Linked DNA regions of Sus scrofa: region 1 is linked to region 2. Evidence: chromatin contacts called from public HiChIP or PLAC-seq data. All regions are on one chromosome and are shown on one strand. The core of a region is the stretch at or near the end of the contact, and the rest is flanking DNA. Distances in the headings are between cores, read along the strand shown.

Region 1 (6,336 bases), core at 2,915-5,414, 140 kb before region 2:
GACGGTCTGGAGGAATGGGCTCTTTTCCATCAGGAGGTGGGACCACGACGGAAACCGGCGCTGGGAGGTGGCATGGGGACGGGGGGTGGGGGTGGGGGTGAGCTGGGTGGAACCCATGGAAGGCAGCTTGAACCCCAGCCAAGGACGTGGGCAGGGTGACTGCCCGAGGGAAGCGGGGCCTCCGGAGCCGCCCCGTGACCCAGCCCACGGCTCTGCCTTACAGCTGAGGGGCCGGGCAGGCCCCGCATCGCAGAGGCCTGCCCCTCGTGTGTGGAATACGCGGCTGCTGGTTCTCCCACTTGGATTTTGCTGGAGTCCTCATCACATCACACCCGCCACCACCATGATGTCACCTTCATTCCCGCGTCAAGAAAACCTGCCTGTTCGCAAACGCCATCCCGCCTTCGGAGCAAAGGGCCGCGTCTCCCGCCCCTACCTGTCACTCTGGCTCTCGGTCCCCTGCAGGGCGGGGCTTCCTCAGGCCCAGGTGCCCGGGTGCCGGGTGCTGCCCCCCCGCCCCCCCGCGGTCGCTGGCCTGGTCTTGCCTTGGCTCTAGGCCAGAGCTGTGTGTTCACGGGGGCTGGGGAGGGACGTGGCCCCCGCCAGCCCCTCTCCCTGAGCCTTCCTCTTCCAGAGCCCCCCACCACCACCGGGAAAGCAGACGGACGGCCCACCCGCCCCCGGCGGCCCGCCTTTGGGAGAGGGTGTGCGAGCCTCCTGCCTTCCTCACTCTTCTGTCCTGCCTGCCTCCCTCTCAGGGAGGGCGTGTGGCCCCCGTGCGGTCCCCCGGGCCCCGCTTCCCCCGTCTGCCTTCTCCAGTGTTTACCCCCCAGCGCCAACGGCCCAGCCCACCCTTCCATCAGGCCCAGAGAAACCCGGCTTGGTCACATCCCAGGGAGAGAATCTGACTGCTCTGGGGTAAAAGAAACCGGTGCGGAGGCCCTTCTGGGCCGGCAGGCCTCCTACCGCCGGACTCCTGCGCGTGTCATTAACGGGTGTCGTGTTGACGCCATCGCGTGACAACCGGGCCTCTCAAGTTAGGCGAGAAGGGCCGGGCGGGGAGGGCGGGGGAGGAGGAGTGGGGGTAGGTTTTGTTCTTTTTTCATTCTAGGTCATTTTTTTTGGGTCATCTCTGAGATGGACTTTGTCACCTGGGGTTACCTGGGGCCGAGGCGGCCCCAGAGGAAGGACCTCTGGCGTTTCAGTCCTAAGGGCCCCTCAGGCCCGGAGATGGCCTGGATGTCAGTGCTGACGCGGCAATGGCCAATCAGGGCAGAGAGCGTGGGGAGGTGGTCAGGATGGCAATATCTGGATCTTCCTTGCTTGCCTCCCAAACCGGGGTCCTTACCACCACGCTTCCGAGGGTCTCATCCCCCCACTCCGTGGGCCGCCCACCCACCCCTCCCCCGCCCAGCATGTGTCTTCGTGCGGGTCCAACAGCACTGGCATCTCTGCTCTCAGCCTCCTCCCGCAGCCCTGGGTTTGCATCTCTCTTTTCCCCTCTCGAGCCCTCTGCCCTCGGGGTCCCCGCTGCCGTGGCTGCCCTGGTGGCTATTCTCTAGGCGCCACTGTCTGCACTGTTTTCTTTGCATGACTCTATATGCAGTAAGTATGCTGAAAACAAAAGAAAAGAAGAAAAAGCACTCAACAAAACCAATCTACATGTTTTGGATAAAAAAAAAATAGAGGTTGTATTTTCAGTGTCCGACTCGGGATTACGTTGCTGCCTCTCTGTGCTTTTGGCCTCTGTGTGGCCGTGTTTGCCAGCATGAGATACTGTCCCCTCTGGAGGATTTTAGGGGAGGAAGAGCCGCATCCCCAGAGCTTTGAAGGAGGCTCTGGTTCCCCAGAACCTCTGGGGAGTCCTGGGTTGAGCAGAGCAGGACAGATGGGGTTGGGACCCAGGACGCCCTGAGTTCCCCGATTGTGAGCTGTCTGCTGGGCCCCTGCCTGCAGCACGGGGGATGCAGGCTGGGCGGGGGCTGCCCAGCCCGCCTGGCCTCCAAACTGGTCGATCAACTGGCCTCTATCCTTGGCAGAGACCCTGCTGCCAAGGCCCACGGTGGGCTCTTGGCCCGCCCCAGGTCCAGAGGGCTTCCCAGTAAGGCCCAGTGATCCCAGTGCCCCAGCTGCAAAACTGCCTGCCTTCCCGGTGAGCTGCCAGCTCCCACAGCCATCCCCCGGCCTAAGGTGAGGGGCTGCTGCAATTACCAAGGCAAAGTCTGGTCCCTTCTTCAGCCTCAGTTTCCCCCTCTGTTAAAGGGGTTTAATCTTCCAGCCTAGCCTATTGGCAGGGCTGATGGGGGAATCAAACAGGATGGAGAAGCGAAGCCCATCCGCCCACCCGTGGGAGCTGACAGGGTGAGTCACTGGCTGAACCGCTGTTCCTTTCCGCGCCTGGCCAGTCCCCCTCCCCTGCCCCGCCTGCCCCTCCCTCTCCTTGGTGCCTGTCCACTGCTGATCAGCAGGGACTGCGGGGAGGGTGGGTGCGAGGAGAGCTACCCTTTGCAGGTTATTAGGCTTCCATCCATGGCTCCGACCAGACTTGCTGCATGGATGAGCCCCTTCCCTGCTGTGGTCCTCAGCTCCCACCAGAGGGAGCTGAGCTGGAGGACTCCCACCTCCCGTCCGCCGTACCCCTCTCTGGACGCTAGAGAAGTGGGTCCCTACCCCAGGCCAAGGTGGCCGTGCCTGGCGGTGGGCAGCCAGCCAGTGTGGCCCACAGGCTACTGGCGTGACCTCGAGGTGGAAGGCAGGGTAGGCTGGCAGGCAAAGCGGCCCAGCGCTCACTCTACCAGGCAGGCAAACATCCCGTCGATGCAAAAACTCCAGACTTAAGATGAGTCCGTGACTTAAAAGCACTCACCTGGAGGTGCGCCCAGCGAGGGCTGGTCCTAACCCACTGCCTCCCGTCTCCCTTCAAAGGGGGACCCTCTGGGGGATGTGTTTGCCAGATTCCCCGTGCTGGTTTCTTTGTTACTATTTGTTTGGGGGTTTGTTTCCGTTCTTTTTTTATAACATGTGGCTGTGAACTTGAATGACCACTGCTCAAACTTTCTGCTATTGTGGGGCTGGGGGGAAGAAGGGGTGTCTGTTTTATTATTGGTGTTTTCAGTGCAATAAAAAGCTACAAACTTCCGTGCACTCGCTGTCTCCTGGGCTCGGTCAAGCAGGTGGCGGGAGGTTTGCCGGGCCTTCCCCGTTGCGAGAGTGAAGTCCAGGGCTTCATTCTGATTGGACCGGCGCAGTCACGTGCTCAAGGCTGAGCCAATCGCTGTGAGATTACGCCCGGCCCAGGTGCCTCCACTTTGGAGGCAGGGGCGCGGCTGGTTTCTTCTCCGCTCATCGCTCATCGGGGGCCCTTAACCGGACGGAGCAAGGGGTGGACGTGCCTTGTCACCCACGGCCAATAGCAGAGCCTCCCCGGGGGCCTGGGACAAGGCTCTCGTCCCGGCCTCGGCTTCCTTGTGTGACACGGGCTTTTCCAGAAAGCCCCTCCTCCCCCACCCTCTTTCCTCCGCTCTACCTCGGAGACCAGCCCCCCGGGCCCGGGAGGGGTTTGGAGACGGGGTAGGGGAGGGGGGCTTTGGGCTGGAGAGGGGGAGGGCGGCGGGGCCCCAGCAGGGGAGGGGGGCGTTGCCGCCTTGGAGACTAGTTTGGTCCTCCGGCCCCAGGCCGCCGCGGGGCCGAGCCGGGGTGCTGGTGCGGAGGCTTTGGCCCCTCCTCAGGCTATGACAGGGCCGCCAGCTGTCCTGTGTGTTGACGGGAATGATCAGTGTGGAACCCAGAGTCCTGGGCGAACCAGAGGGGACGGTCTCAGTAAGCCAGGCCCCAGCTACGAGGCCTGGGCCCGCAGCTTTGGGGGATGTGCCTTTTGGAGCCCAAGGTCCTCTCCAGACCCTGCTCCAAGGTCTGGCTCCAGAATCCTCCCACCAGCCACTTGCTGGGTCCCTGGGGGCCAGCCTCTGAGGCCACCAGGGCGCGTGTCATGGGCCCCTTGCACATGAGAGGACCTTGGCAGCGAGGCGAAAAGGGCAAGGGGTGGAGTCGCAGAGGGACCCCGGAACCTGGCACGGCGCCCCGGGACTGCTTGGACCTGAGCCTTTAAGGGCCCTGGGCTCTCCGACTGCAGAGGAAGGGCTGGAGGACTCGGGCTGCCATTGCAGACACTTGCCAGAAGGTGGCAGCCCAGGAGCACGTTGCGGGAGGTGGGGTCCCTGAGCCTGCGAAGTCAGGGAGCTGGGCCTCCAGAGACAGCCTCTCCTTGGCCACCTCACGGGCGCCATCCTTTACAGCTCGCATAGGGCTTCCACGCCTCTTGTCCAAGTTACACGAGCCCCGATGTGAAGATGAAGAAAGTGAGGCTCAGGGGCCAAGAGGCTTCTCGCAGGACAGAGACTTGCACAGCAGAGCTCTGCTCCCTCCAGGGCCCCCCCAGCGGTGTGTGCCCCCATCTCTGGACGCCATGGCAGTGGCTGGGATTCTCAGGAGCCCCCTCTCTTGACCCCTGACCCTCCTGGCCACTGCCTCACGTCTTCGCTGTCCACACCCCTTGTCCCACCTCCTCACCGCCCTTTTCTCCAAAACCCTGCGCCGGGCTGGCTGGCCTCCAGTTCCTTGCTCGGGCACAGCAAGGCCTCCGCACCCTTTGGGATGCAGTTCCTTCAGGACCGGCTCCGGGAAGGGCCCCCCCCCCCATAAGGTCCCTCCATGGGTCGCTTGACCCCCTCCCCACCTCCCCGGGTTCACTGGTTTGAACCTGAGCAAACGTCTGCAAAACCGTGGGCTCCTTGAAGGCGGTGGGCTCGGGGTGCAGCAGGAGGTATTGGTATGCTTCCAGGAGCACACCCCTGACGCGTGCGTGCTGCCAGAGCACGTGGAGCAGCACGGATAACCCACCCGCCAAGGCAATGCCAACGGCAGACCCTGACACCAAGCGCCAGGCCCGCCAACCTCCTTACACCTGCCCTCACCACCGAGTTCACGTCACCCTTTGCTGGGCACCATGACCCTCGGGGACCCTCACTTCACCCTTTGCTGGGCACTACCCTTCTCTTCATTCTACCACCAAGGAGACAGTGGTGCCCAAAGTGAAAGCACCTGCCGAACACGGCCCAGGGAGGGAGGTGAGATTCAGAGTTGGGAGCACCTGTTAGGGCACGCTGCAGTCGCGTTGGGCTCTGAGGGCACGTGGAGGTGAGCCAGCCTGTCTCCTGTCCCCAGGAGTCCCTGAAGCCACCGACAGAGTGAGAACCAGCGCTCGGGGGAGGGAGAGAGAAGGAGCACAAGGGCCATGGCAGCGGCCGGGGCTCTGGGGTTTTGTGTGGAGGCTCAGTAGTGGGAGGGGTGCGGGACGGGTGCGGGAGGGTGCAGGTGAGAGCTGCGCTGAGAGCTAGAGCCGTGGGCCCGGTGGGGGCTGGGGGAGAAGGAGCCGGAACGCCCCAGGGGCGTGCCTGCCAAGGGCGTGAGCATAGCCTTCCCCAGTCCGGGCTGGAAGTGTTTGCACAGGGCAGAGTGGGGCAGGTCCCATCCTGTGGGAACGGTCCCTCCTCCTTGCCCTTCCTCCTGGGACCAGCCCCACCCTCCCCTCTCCACCTGGGCCGCTGGGGTCTCCCTGGCCCCCCTCCAGGCCCGTCCCTGCCAGGGCCCTGGGCGGGTGTGGGGGGAGTCACCCGGAAGTGGACTACCCCCCCCTCAAGGAAAAGGGATTGTCATCCTTGTCCCAGCGTGATCTTGGCTGAGGCCCCTTCCTCGCTGGGCCTCAGTTTCCTCCTTATCGCAACAGCGGGGGTGGACCTGTGCTCTCCGGTATGGGAACTGGGCTGGCTGCTCAGAGTCGCCCAGGGAATTTGCTGCAAATACAGATCCTTCAGGCCCCACCCTCAGGGCCTAGGAAACGGGGCTGGCCAGGCTCCAGGCGGCCGGACTCGGTTTGGGAATCCTGCGTCACGCGCCCCCACCCCGCCAGGTTCCCACGGTCCCACTTGGAGCTGGAAGGTCCAGTTATCGGCAGGCCCCACCCCGGCCTTCCCGCTTCCCCCTCCCGCTCCCCTGACTCAGCCAGGTCAATATTGACCAGCGGCCCCTCCCGGCCTGACTCCCATCCCCCCAGGCCCCGAAGCTCCCTGAGACCCTGCCCTTGGATCCGCAGAGTCAAGGTCAAAGCCAGGCTCGGGGGCCTAGAGGATTTTATTCCTGTTCCACTCCCCCCCAACCCCATCCCCCTCCCTGCTCACTGGGGAACCGTCAGGGTCCCTCCTTGTGAACCCCATCCCCCACGAGGGCGCAGGCCCTGAGTCTGCCCTGGAGCAGCCGTGCCCCCTGTAGCCTCCATGG
Region 2 (6,080 bases), core at 1,592-4,091:
GTCCCGGGGCCAGGCCTGTGTCTCTCGGGAAGGCGGCAGGGGAGCTGGTGGAGGGAAGGCCCGCCCGCCATCGTCCTGTTCGTTATTCAATATCGTTATTAATCTAAGCTATTGCCCGCTGCTGCCTCGGGCCCTGCCTGCCATCCGCGTGCTCAGTTGTAGCGATTTGAGGGGCATTTTTTGGACGTTCTCTCCTTCACCAAGCCCCCTTTACAGAATTGGAAGCCGAGGTTCTGAGAGGTCAAGACAGTTGCCCTTGTCTCAGCTGGTCAGTGGCAGAGGCTGGCTTTGGAGGAATAGCGCAGCATCTTCTCTCAGGCCCCCAGCAATGTGGAGGCGGCGCCTAGAGCACCAGCATTTGACAGTGAGGAGCAGGCCTGGCAAGGTCAAAGGACCTGCCCACGGCTTCCAGGTGTCTTGTACCCCAGAGCCCGCAGCCCCACCACCCAGCCTGACGGCCTCCCTGCCCAGGAGAGCACGTCCGCTGCCATGGGGCTCTGAGAGCACCAGGCCGGAAGCAGAGGGGGTCTCTCTGGGTGGCACAGAGGAAGACTGCTTGGAGGGGGCACGCGTGAGCAGGACAGGCCTGGGAGGACGGAGCAGCAGCAAACGGGGAGACGTGCTTCAGGGCAAGGGTGTCTACGGGGGACAGCAGCGTGGGGAGCCGTGAACCCTGATGCGCAGAAGCGGATGCAGGTGGGGGCGGGTTGAGGGGCTGGGCCCCATTCTGGAGGCCCGGTGGGTGTGCACAAGGGAGCGATATGAGTCAGGAGGGAAGGACCCACCTGGTGGCCCCTTCCCCACACCTGCCCTGGGGTTTTCACGTGAGAAGTGGACTGAGAGCCCAGGAAACAGGGGTGCCCAGGTGCCCACGGGGTCGGCCGCCTGGGGTGTGGGGGTCCCCAGGTGCCCATGGGGTCAGCTTGCTGTGCTCATGCCAGTGTCCAGCAAGCAGAAGTAGCTCTGAGCCCTGGGCCCATGTCCAGGCCGTGGGGATCTGGGCACAGCTCTGTCCCTGCTTCGCCATGCCACCTCGCTGACCCCTGCCTTCTCTGGGCCCCACTTCCCCGACCTGTCCCACGGGACCGAGGACCTGACAGCCTCCTCGTCTGACACGCCGAGAGCCTCCTGATGGTCTAGCTTAGGACTCAGGCTGGGAGTTGGATGGATCTGGGTCTGAATCTTTGTTGCCAGGCTCTGGGACTCTAGGGGACGTGGTCTCTGTCAGCCTGTCCTTCTCCGTCTGTGAAGCGGGGTTGACAATGACAGCCGCCCCCCAGGCATCCTGAAGACTCAGTGTGGTAACTGCGGCGGGGACTTAGCAGGGGGCCGGGCACAGGGTGCTCGGGGCGGATGCTGCCCACCTGCTCCCAGGAGGCAGCTGGCCGGGGAAGCCGAGGTAGCGCGTGCATCTTGGGATGAGAGGGGTGTCTGAGGCTGGCAGACCCCAAAGTGTGGGTCATCAGGCCCCGTCGCCCCCCTCCAGGGAGCAATGTCACTCGCTCTCGTGGCCGCCAGGTCCTTCTCTGAGCAGCTCTGGGCAGAGTTCTTCCCTAAACGGACGGAAAGGTGCCTCCCAGGTACCTGCAGAACCACCTCCCAGGGCTGCCGAGATTCCTGAGAAGGGTCTGGTTCCCCCTCCGGCGCCCTGGGCCAGCCGTGGTCTGGGAACACCCTGCCCTCTCCCAGTGCAGCTGTTTCTGGAGCAGGTGCAGGTGCAGGAGCTCCCAGTCACCTCTTAGCCCACGTGGGACGTGTGGCCGGCCCCTGGGCCCACCCAAGGCCAAGAGCAGGAGCCCTGGGGCAAGACCTGGAGGGGTCCAGATGGGCCTGCCCTGCCTCAGGCTTGGCCCCTTGGGCCTCCGACACTGGTACTGGGGGGAGGGGTGGCCGGGGGGGGGTTGTTTCTGCCTCCGGGCTGAGTCATGGGCTTTCTGGGCCCCAGAGACCGCAGTGGGGGGCGGGGAAAAGAAAAAAGTAGGAGTCAGCAGCTACGAGGAGGAGACCAAGGGGACAGGGCGGGGGCCACTGCAGAGGCGTGGCTTCTGGGGTAGGACTGAGCTCCGGGATTGGGGTACCGGGATGCATCAGAGGGTCCCCCAGGTTCCCAGGGGAACTGGTCCGTTCTCCACCCTCGCGAGACAGAAAGCACCCACCCGCCCAGCGCCGCCAGCCTGGAGGGGAGTCAGGGCTGTGGTGATCCCGCGGCCACCCTGGTCAGGTCGCCGAGGGGAAGTGGCCTCGGAGGGAGATGACGCACGCCGAGCGTGTGGCCCCGCGCCTGCTCACGGGAAGTGCCCCCGAGGCACGCACCGATGGCGTTACCGATTCTGCCACCACGGTTGGGAAGCCCGGCCCGCCCGCCCCCGGGGCTCCTTCAGAGCAGAGGCTGTTCAGGCCAGAGCTGGCAGCCGCCTGCCAGGAAGGGGGGCCAGGATGCCCGAGGCAGGCGAGGGGGAGGTGCGTTCTCCTCCAGGTAGCGGTCTGAGGTTGAGAGCTGAGCTTCCCGCCAGCCCGGCAGGCTCTCCTTCCCGGTGCCCAGGATTCCCTGCAGCGCTGGGGGCCGGCTGAGGGGGCTGCTCCCCAGGCCCAGCTGCGGGGCGGAGGAAAGAGAAGTGGGGAGCAGGACAGGCGACAGCCTTCCCCGCGGTGGCGCCTGGGCGTGGAAGTGGCCAGGAGAGGTCCCGGGCTCCCTCCTGGCTCTGCCTCCCCCCGGGGCTGGGAAGGCCCCCACAGGCAGGGCTTGAATCTGCTGACGCTGGGGCGGTTCCTGGTCCTCTGCCATTTGCGACTCTGCACCGAAACTGCCTCTCGGGGTCCTCAGTTCACCCACGGTCCGCGCTCCCGATCAGAACCCGAAAGGTCTTCCTTAGGTCTGCCTGCAGTCTCTGCCCCAGACGCCCGTCTGGGAGTTCCTCCCTGCGGCTCTCAGGCGTCTCCTCTCTGAGCCCACGGAGCCTTGAGTCACGGGCCCCTTTCCTCCACGGGCTGGCACTGGCCCCCGCCTGAGCCGGCTGCCCCCGAAGGAGCCCAGCTGCTGAGCACAGCACAGCTGCTGCTCCTGCTCCAGCACTGACCGGAAGGAGAGTGGGACTCAGTTCCAAGGCCTCAGTGTCCCCACCGCCCAGGCCCGCTTCCACTTTCCACCTAAACTCTGTCTGCCATCAGCACTTCTCCAGGGCACCCCCCTGGCACAGTGCCCCCATGCAGCTGTCACCCTGGGCAGGAGGGAGGCAGCCGCTCCCCCACAGGTCAGGTTGAGCCCGGCCAGCTGGCGGGATCCCAAGCAGAGCCCGGGTGGAACCGGGGCCTCTGGAGGCTCACTGCCTTTTGCTCAGGGTCTCTGCGGCCTGTGACAGAGGGGTCACCCACCTGCATCGAGCCTCCAACCCCCACCCACCCACCCCCCGGCCCCTAGAGAATCCACTCGCTGATTTCAGCCTCAGGCCCCTCTCCCGGGTCCCATCAGGCCTCCCCGCCTCCGAGCTCCAAGCCCCGTCCCCTGTGCTGCCTTCCTGATGCTCACGTGGCCCTGGCCAGCTCCCTCTCACCTCCTCGGGGCCTCCCTGACTTCTCCTCCGTTGTCTCCAGGGCTTTCTGTTCCTTCGCCTGCTTTGTTGTCTCCGGCCCTACTTAAACGCTCCCTGCAAGGGGGTTTGCTGGAGCTGAATGCGTGTCTTAGCCACTAGAGTACAAACTCCAGGGACCAGAGACTGGTTCAACTCTGAATAGTGGTGCCTGAAACAAATTGAAGTACTCAGTGAAACGCTTGGACGGCACTATTATTCAGCCTTAAAAAGGAAGAGGAGTTCCCGTTGTGGCTCAGCAGTAATGAACCCGACTAGTATCCATGAGGACACAGGTTCAATCCCCGGCCTTGCTCAGTGGGTTCAGGATCCAGTGTGGCTGTGCTGTAGGCCGGCAGCTGCAGCTCTGTGTGGCCCCCTAGCCTGGGAACCTCCATATGCCATGGGTGCAGCCCTAAAAGAAAGATAAAAAGAAACTGCTGACACCCGGAACAGCATGGATGAACCTTGGGACGTCGTGCTAAGTGACTAAGTCCCCCAGGAAAGGTCCTGCGTGAGTCCAGTGACATAAGGTGCCAGACAGGCAGATGCCTGGCTCGGGGTGGGGGGCGGGGGCAGTCGTCGAGTGAGCACAGAGTTTGGTTTCCAGGATGGAGCGTGTCTGGCTGTTCAGCGGTGGGAATGTACTTAGCACTACCGGGCGCAGAGGGGGCTGGCGCGGTGGATTTCCTTGCGTCGAACCAGCTCTAACGGTAAACTCATAATGCTGGGCAGGGGGCTCAGGAGGACGCTGCAGCTCCACCCTCCTCCCAGCTGAGGCACCACCCGGTTGCAGGGCTGCCCAGGCCCCCAGAGCGGGTCCCCTGTGGCTCAAAAACAGGCAGGGAGACAGGCTTGGAGGAGGGGCGGTCCCAGATGGGCCAGCAGGCCTCGCCTCCCGCCTGCCCCCGGGGTCTGGGGTCAGGGGTCAGGCCCAGCATCTCCCCTGCCCTCTACAGAAGCCCAAGTACCAGGTGCGCTGGAAGATCATCGAGAGCTTCGCGGGCAACAGCTACACGTTCATCGACCCCACGCAGCTGCCCTACAGCGAGAAGTGGGAGTTCCCCCGGAACAAGCTGCAGTTCGGTGAGCGGGGGTCTCGGCCTCCACCCTGCCCTGGCCCCGGGTCGGCGTGGGCAGCAGGGAGCCTCTGGCCCCCAGGGACCTAAGGAGGCTGTGTGGCAGGTAAGACGCTGGGAGCCGGCGCCTTCGGGAAGGTGGTGGAGGCCACAGCCTTCGGTCTGGGCCAGGAAGACGCTGTCCTGAAGGTGGCTGTGAAGATGCTGAAGTGTGAGCATCCTTGGGGCTGGGGGGGGGGCAGCCGCCTGGGCGGGCCGGCTCCATGGCTCAGCGCATCTCCCACGTTTCCAGCCCGTCAGAGCCCGGGACTGGGGTGCGGGCTCTCAGCTTCGCCTCTGAGCTGCAGCCTGCCTCTAACTGCTGCTGGGCGCACAGAGGCCCTCCTGGGCTCGGGCCTGGCCGCAGCTCGGCCTCTCGCACCCAGGACCAGCTCAGTGACGGGCCCGCTCTCCTCTCTCGGTCCTCGTTCCTCCTGCCTCCCTCGGCCTGACTGCCTGGGGGCTCTGGCCCCGCCGCATCCCCGACGTGTGTGCGGCGCTCTGCATCCCGCCCGCTCTCTGTCCCGGCACCTGCGGCCCCCGCAGCCACGGCCCACGCTGACGAGAAGGAGGCCCTCATGTCGGAGCTGAAGATCATGAGTCACCTGGGCCCGCACGAGAACACGGTCAACCTGCTGGGCGCCTGTACCCACGGAGGTGAGGCCCGGCCGCAGTGGGGCCCGTGCGCTTGGGGCCCCACGGCCACCTCCCGTCCCCCGCCCCGCCAAGGCAAGGTAGGCTCCCTGCCTCAGTGTCCCTCAGGGTGCAGGCCGGATGCCCGGACTGGGCCGCAGCCGCTTCCGGGTGCCAGGCCGTTTGGAGCTCTGGTCCGTGGGCCTCAGAACCGCCTGGAAAAGGAGACCGGCGTGCAGGCCCCTGGGTCCTGCCCCAGGGAGTCGGGCCATGGGTTTGCAGGGAAGCCCCCAGAGGGTGGGCCATCCGCCGCAGGGTCCACAGGAGTGTCCGGGGCCCCCGGGGCTCCCAGGCCGCCCCCTCTCGTCCCCGGGAGCAGCCCGCGCCTCTGTGGAGCTGCCCTCGACTTTCTCTGCAGACAGACTCCTTCAGCTCCCGTGTCTGGGAGATGGCTCTGCTTTAGCCGGGTGGGGTCGCTGAGGCCCAGGGAGCAGAGAGGGCGGCCCAGGGGCAGGAGGAGGACCCAGAGCGCCCGCGTCCTCATCCGGGACGTCTCGCCCCCGCCCACGGCCCTGGTCCACGGGCCTCGGGGTGGCGGGCTGGCAGGGCCCTGACGCCGCGCTCTCGGCTGCCCTAGGCCCTGTCCTGGTCATCACCGAGTACTGCTGCTACGGGGACCTGCTCAACTTCCTGCGAAGGAAGGCAGAGGCCATGCTGGGACCCGGCCTGAACCCAGGCCAGAGCCCCGAGCCAGGCCCCGGCT

Evidence for each region. HiChIP or PLAC-seq counts read pairs in DNA pulled down with a chosen protein or histone mark.
Region 1: a contact with region 2 is called in an H3K27ac HiChIP or PLAC-seq map of skeletal muscle. The contact joins two enhancer-like sites. A contact is called at or near these places in 2 of 47 Hi-C or Micro-C datasets (embryonic fibroblasts and epiblast stem cells) and 1 of 2 datasets of contacts at active chromatin or transcription factors (skeletal muscle).

The regions. Positions count from the first base shown.
Region 1 is chr2:151,245,164-151,251,499 of Sscrofa11.1, reverse strand. It overlaps CAMK2A (calcium/calmodulin-dependent protein kinase type II subunit alpha), which reads left to right. Exons shown (of 20, transcript XM_021085017.1): 20 at 224-3,144. The coding sequence ends at 227. Among named protein-coding and RNA genes, the nearest start is that of SLC6A7, 27 kb to the right of the region's middle. Within about 2 kb of position 4,164, at least 60 of the 83 cell types and tissues checked have an H3K27ac peak or open chromatin away from gene starts, as enhancers often do. A contact at or near this core is called in skeletal muscle, where this site is marked.
Region 2 is chr2:151,106,317-151,112,396 of Sscrofa11.1, reverse strand. CSF1R (macrophage colony-stimulating factor 1 receptor) reads left to right here. Exons shown (of 22, transcript XM_003124100.6): 12 at 4,526-4,652; 13 at 4,752-4,856; 14 at 5,231-5,341; 15 at 5,955-6,080. Among named protein-coding and RNA genes, the nearest start is that of CSF1R, 21 kb to the left of the region's middle. Within about 2 kb of position 2,841, at least 33 of the 83 cell types and tissues checked have an H3K27ac peak or open chromatin away from gene starts, as enhancers often do. A contact at or near this core is called in skeletal muscle, where this site is marked.